2 separate regions of the Mus musculus genome follow, and region 1 is linked to region 2. A link is a contact called in public Hi-C data. All regions are on one chromosome and are shown on one strand. Each heading gives the region's core, a stretch centred on a gene start, on an enhancer-like site or on the middle of the called end of the contact. The rest is flanking DNA. Distances are from core to core; before and after follow the strand shown.

Region 1 (3,236 bases), core at 511-3,010, 170 kb after region 2:
TCTGTGATGAGTTAGTAATGCCTCCCTCTCTTGCATAACATATAAAGCTACATATTTCTTCATACAGATCATAAGATGGCTACTGGGGACCTTGAGGGCTAATAAGCATTCACCATCTGTATATGTACTGCTAAATATGCATTTAAACCAAGAGGGGTCTCACAAAGATGGCACCTAATATATGTCTCCTAGATTTTTGGTGAGGTTCCAGTAAGTGAATAGGAATAGTGTTTATTCTGAGAGACTGAAAAAGCAAGTTGAAAGGACCTTGTTCTACAAGCTTTCTATATCAATTGTTGTAGAGGACAGGCTCTAAGATGGTAGTTCTCAGCCTTCCTAATGCTGTGACCCTTTAATAAAGTTCCTCATGATGTGGTGACCCCAACCTTAAAATTATTTTCAATGGTACTTCAAAACTGCAGTTTTCCTGCAGTTATGTAGTAATGCAAATATGTGTTTTCTGATGCTCTTAGATGATCCCTCTGAATGGGTCATTGGAACCCCAAAGGGGTTGTGGCCCACAGGCTAAGAACCAATGCCCTAAGGCAATTGCAGTGATCTGTCCTTGTGGGTGACTTGACTTTATTATAGCTGTTCTCTGTGAGTGCCAGGTAGACCTGAATTTGCTTCCAATGCCCAGAACATGAATGTGTAGAGATGTAACTTAATCATGAGCACATTACATTATATTAGGATCCATCTCAGTAGACTGAAGAGAGAGAAACTCACCAGGCAAGATGAGTTGGCTCTGGAACCAAAGATGGGCCTTTGGTTGTTAGCCAGCAAAAAGTCTTGGCTCCGAATTGTATACCTGTTGGGTAATACATTGTGCTAATAGTCTAAATATCTTAAGAATGTATCTCAAAGACCCAAAGAAGCCCCTAGAAGCTGTAAGATAACAGATTTACATTATCTAAATCCAGTGAGATGGTTAGGCAGGTATCAAAAGCTGCGGTTGATTCATTCTAAATAAAGTCTGTTCTGAACAGCCTGTGATCTGATAAAGTACTTCCTTTATAGCTTCCTGTGTACAGTATGGGTAGTTTTTAAGGTTCTACAGAACCACCTCCATTGGCAAGGAGCTACCACAGGACATTCATTTCTGTGTTAAACAGGTCTGCATGTTGTCCAGAACTGCTATGTTGAAGATAGTGCATTCCTCAAAGGCAGTGTGTGATTTACCCATGATTGACAGATAGACTGGTGAAGGGCACCTCATCCTTTGTCTCTGGACTGTTGCAAGTGCTTTTCTAACAGAGCTGGGCTGCCTCTTGGAAAGCGGACTGAAGAAAAAGGCAAGTAACAGGTCGATAGCACTAGATCTCACACCCCAAGTTTACTATTGCCAGCAGTATAAACGTTCATCTGTTTAACTAAGCTAATGAGCCCTGTTTTATGTACTTTCCTCGTGGAATTATGCTCATCAAGTGAGATAGCATCCATGAGCATGTTTGTTGGCTGTGAATCAACAAATGATTGCAAATTATTATTATTAAAATAATAGCCATTTGTCAGTAAATATTTGTTGAAACTGGTCCACTTCGATGGAGGCAGCCTCTCCAGGGACCTGCTGACTGAAGGCAGGGAGGGAAGCACCCCCAGCTGGAGTTGCATCAGTAGCTCAGGGTTCCCAGTGGAACCTGCAGGACTTGCTTCAGGAATTTGTTTTTTGTTTTGTTTGGTAGGAACAAGAAGCCCCTGGAGCCAGTTATGTTGTCATCAAACTTAGTTGGTAATTAGGCTCCAAAGCAAACCTGTGGAAGAGACAAAAGTTGAAACATGAATTCCTCTTTGCAGGTGGAGGGTTGGATCCTAGAGGCAGTGTACACAGCTTGGCTATTTTTATGCTTCTGCCTGCAAGAAGGTTCAAGAGAATCTGAGAAAAGCAATTAGCGTCCCTCTGTCTGCAGGCAAAACCCGTTTGAACATGTTTCTATGCTCTTGAAGGGCTGCTAGAGCCTTGGCAGATAACTGAGGAAAGATTCCATTGAGCAAAATGTCTTCACTTACAAATCCAGCCACTCTGCACTCCACATGAGCCCCCAGTTTCTTTTCTTTTTCTTTTTCTTTTTTTTTTTTTTTTTTTTTTTTGGTCTTTTCTGTAATCATAACCCATAGAGAATTAAATGAATTCCCAGGAGCACAAGAAGATGCAGGGTGAGAGTATAACGAACCTGTTCAAGGATATCCCTGCTCTCTAACCCTTTTAATTAGACTGCTCGTATGTTTAGATTCTCCTTACTTGAAAGAGACAAGTGTGTTTTTTAAAATGTGTCTTTCAAGGACTATTTCCCATCAGTGCTAAATGTTTCCCTGTTGTACTGAAGATTTGTTTTGCTTCCTTTGGGATGAAACAATACAAGTCTTATTGGTGAAGGCAAGATGTTGTACAAACTTACATGAAATTTTTTTCATAGCCATCCATCCAGTGGTTCCTGTAGCCCCAAGTATTTGATCCCCTATAAAAGTTCCCTACACCCAGTGTGGTTCTTGGCATTCTGTGCACAGGGCCTATTCTGTTGTCAGTATGATTCATGTTTTAGTAATAGTAAATGGTAGCAACAGATAATACGATAATTATATCATCATTAAACCTAGGTTTTATCCAAGGTTTCTAGTGGTCATTTGCTTGTCTCAGGGAAAGAGAGGCTTCTCTAGTTACTGACTCCCAAAGCGAGTGACTGTGCTTGGGTTCCATTTCCCATAAGTCAGATACAACAGCCTAGTTCTTGTCATGGCTGTCAGTAAGAGGATTTGTGTAATCAGTAGAACTCTGTGCCAATAGCTCCCAAGTCACAGATGAATGGGCACCACAGTTCATAGAGTATGACAGATTCACTTATCCTTCCCAGTTTGCAGATGAGGCAACTGAGCCCCGGGAGACATGTCGAACCAAGTATCCTAGGAAGAGTTTCTGGCAAGGCTAATCCCCACCTACTTCTGAGTATTTTCTGTGCTTCCTTCTCTCATCTGAAAACAGATATACAGGTTAACAATTTATATACTGAAACTATCCCAAAGGAGGCAGAGCGAATCCAGCACTAGCTATGGTAGCTCACGAGGTCATAGCTAGTGAGGAACCAGCGTAGGATGTACCCTGCCCGTGGTAGCAGAGGTACCCCCAAAAGACGCTCTGTTAACATAAGGAAAGTCTCACCAAGATGTCAGTGGAAAAAGGACAGGCAACATGGCTGCAGGAAGGTACCCATCAGTCAGACGACTTTTAATATTCCAGC
Region 2 (3,253 bases), core at 4-2,503:
GTAGACTGTAACACTTTTTCTGGTTGCTTTTTTTATTTTGGTCTTGAGCATTAATTTGAAGGTTTTTGACTTTTTTTTTTTTTTTTTTTGACACTGTTTCTCTGTGTAACAGTCCTAGCTGTCCTGGCATCCTGGAACCCACTCTGTAGATCAGGCTGGCCTCCAACTCACCGAAATCTGACTGTCTCTGCCTCTCAAATATCTTGATTAAAGGTGTACACCACCATGCCTGGCCAGCGTTTAGCCTTTGGATCCCATATTTTGCATGGTTCCTCACACAGCTTACTGACTCTGTGGTGGAAATGTCAAATAAGCTTCCTAGTTTGATTAGTCTAGAAGAGAACACTACCCACTTCAACCACGATATAGCTTCAGAGGACCTACGCAAAGGCTGGATAGAAGTGCTCCATATAAAATACATGGTCATATAGTCCATAATAAAAAGCCAGTACCAGGAAACACTTAATGCTTCAGATTCAGCTCCATTTTAGATTTGAATCCATTTTCTCAGGAATTCAAGAGGCCATCCTGAAATTTTTTTAGTCATTCTTAACATTATCACTGAAGAGATAACGCTTATGTACAGTATGCTTTTTATCCCTTACTTTCCTGATTTCGTCCATGGACACTCATAGCCACTTATATGCTGGTCGTTTTCCTTATGTGGTAGATAAAAAGCAGAAGATGTGGAGCCAGCCATCAAAGATGGTGGGAAAAGAAATATGTGGAGAAATTAACTTTTGGATCATTTACATAAGAACTCCTAGGTGTGGGAGATAGGATAGACTAGAGCAGAGGCAGTAATATTCCCTTAGATTCTGCCACCTCGAGCAGTGCTTGGTGCTCCTTCCACCCAACCTATGACATACAGAGCACTGAGTCAGAAATCATCTGTGTCTGTTGTTGAAGGCATCCTAGATCCAAGTGTTCTCTCTGCTTAGGTTAGAGATTCTGAGTGAGTTGAGTCCACTGACAACTGGATGGAGAAAGAGCAAGCATGTGCCATCTCTAAGCTTGCAGGAACAGCCTCATCCCTACACTCTGAGCTATTAGGGAGGCTTGGTTTTTCGTGCTGTTTCTAGTCCATTGTACGGGCACTATAGGGGAGTGTGGTTACAGCGGTGTCAGCACTGAGCTTTGCGTTTGTCTCTAATCCCCTTTCATTGGAATTGTAGACTATAACTCTCATAAGACAGCTTGTTCTCGAGAGCTCACCAGGACGTTTGGTTCTACTCTTCCCACAAATAATGTGAGAACAGGCTTTGCCAGATTATTTTGACGTGCCCAGACAGGGTGTTCTGAACCATGTAGAGTTATGTGTACAAGCACAAGGGAAATACAGATAATTTTGTATGAGTATCAAAGAGGCTCTGTCTCTTTGCAGGGTGGGGTGAGGTTGGAAATTGCCCCAGCAAATCAGCATTCTATTTACCAGATCCAGAAGTTCTGTGTTTTGTAACTTGTTACAGTGAGAAATGAGACGATATCCTGGGGTGTGGAGAAATGATGTAGTCTTCACTTGAAATGATGAACATTCATTTCCTCATGTCTCTCAAAAGACACAATAGGTTCTTAGTAAGTGTTGAAGTGAATGCTAATTCCTGACTTGAGTTCAGAACTAAAGAGATTTCAGTGGCCAGGCTGGTGCTGGTGGGGCAGAGAGAGAAGGCAGGTGGGGGTTGGTGGGAAGAGAGGGGACACTTGTCTAGGATACAGGAAAGCTACTTCAAGTGTGGAATGGGGATTGCATAGGAAGTTGCCTTTAAGTGAAGATCCTGTTTTTGTTTAAGTGGTTGTTTGGATGGCTGGTTGGTTGTTTGCTTGGTTTGTTTGTTGGGTGGTTGGGATGGTAGATTTGTTGTGTTTTTTAGGCTCAGTATATCTTCAGAGCCACTTGTTATACCGAGGATCTGGAAGAGACTCAGAAATGAAAGCTGAATATTTTATAGTGTTAGGAATAGACTGTTATGCTGAAAATCACAGACACGCAAAGAATTTAAGTCAGACCTACCTCTGGGATACAGGTATGCCCCTTCTAACTTAAGTCGTTGGCATAGGATGACCAGCCAATGCATGTTGCCATTGGCTTTCCATGTATTTCTTATATGCTATTCTATTTTCTTCTGACATGTATTAGTCAAAATAACAGAACCCTGCCAAGGCAGGAGAAGAAACTCTGACCTCAAGGAAAGAACAGAATTGTTTTCTATACCATAATAAAGACTAATAACAGATTTTTAGAATCACACTTCCCACACATAAATTTCTGGGATTTGTGTTATTCCTGAGCAAGTAAGCTATATTGTGGTGTTCTTGAAGTATTTGCCCATACTGTTAACATTATATATACATAGGCTTCTGCTCATTACAGTTTATTCTAAATGAGTAATCTGGTGTGAGTTTTCCACAACTCAAGGATCTCCAGAGATGAGGGCATGTTTGTGGTGGGTTTGTCCCAGCAGGTGACATCTAAGGAAGTAATTAAGGGCCACATTGCTGATTTGCAGCACACAGAGCTATGCCTTTCCCTTAGATGAGAATCAGTGTGGGGATAAAGGAAGACTCTCACAGTGCAGTCGGTGTGACCTGTTTTTAAATAAACATCGTCATATTCCACAGTCAATTATCTCCAAAGTACATTGTGTTCTCTAGCCAGATAAGAGAGGGGGAGGAGAGAGAGAGGAGACACTGTCTGTTGGAAGTGGTTAAAGAAAAGGGCACATGATTTGAAGTGTACATTATTCTTTTGTCCTCTGAATAATTTTATATAATTTTGAGGAATGGAAGATTATACAGCATTCCTGTCTAATTTCGTAAATATCAAATTGTAGTCTTTGGGGAGAGAGACGAGCACAGGTGGGAAAACAAACTGAGGCATGTTGTGTTCAACACAGAGTTAATAGACCTTGAAACACCAAAGGACAAACAAGTCCTTAGTTAGCCCTACTGAATGGAAGTGGCCTAATAGTAGCAGCAGTGTAAGCATCCCATTGTATTGTGGCTTCATTATATGTTCTGTGAGACTCTGCTGTGCCAGTAGCAACATCCTTTCTTGTACGAACCCAGCAAGGGTTCCAATTCTAGGAACCATAACCATTATTTTTGTTTATACCATACAGCTCTCCCAGGAGAGTAAATAGTGTTTTGGCTTGTATTTCTTTTATCCATTCTGTTCTTTTCACTTATGAAAAGATCAGAATTGTAGAAAACTATGTGTTGGAGGTATAATCATTAAAAAGCTTGGGTTCGATCA

What was found. Hi-C and Micro-C count contacts between places; a contact is called where the count stands out from the background.
Region 1: a contact with region 2 is called in a Hi-C map of epidermal suprabasal cells, with 2.3 times the contacts expected there. The contact joins two enhancer-like sites. A contact is called at or near these places in 2 of 484 Hi-C or Micro-C datasets (brown adipocytes and epidermal suprabasal cells).

Annotation. Positions count from the first base shown.
Region 1 is chr16:24,946,676-24,949,911 of GRCm38.p6, forward strand. All of the region lies in intron 10 of Lpp (LIM domain containing preferred translocation partner in lipoma), which reads left to right. Among named protein-coding and RNA genes, the nearest start is that of Gm52245, 6.9 kb to the left of the region's middle. Within about 2 kb of position 1,761, at least 21 of the 459 cell types and tissues checked have an H3K27ac peak or open chromatin away from gene starts, as enhancers often do. A contact at or near this core is called in epidermal suprabasal cells, where this site is marked.
Region 2 is chr16:24,779,483-24,782,735 of GRCm38.p6, forward strand. The region is part of intron 8 of Lpp (LIM domain containing preferred translocation partner in lipoma); the gene reads left to right. Among named protein-coding and RNA genes, the nearest start is that of Mir28a, 47 kb to the right of the region's middle. Within about 2 kb of position 1,254, at least 10 of the 459 cell types and tissues checked have an H3K27ac peak or open chromatin away from gene starts, as enhancers often do. A contact at or near this core is called in epidermal suprabasal cells, where this site is marked.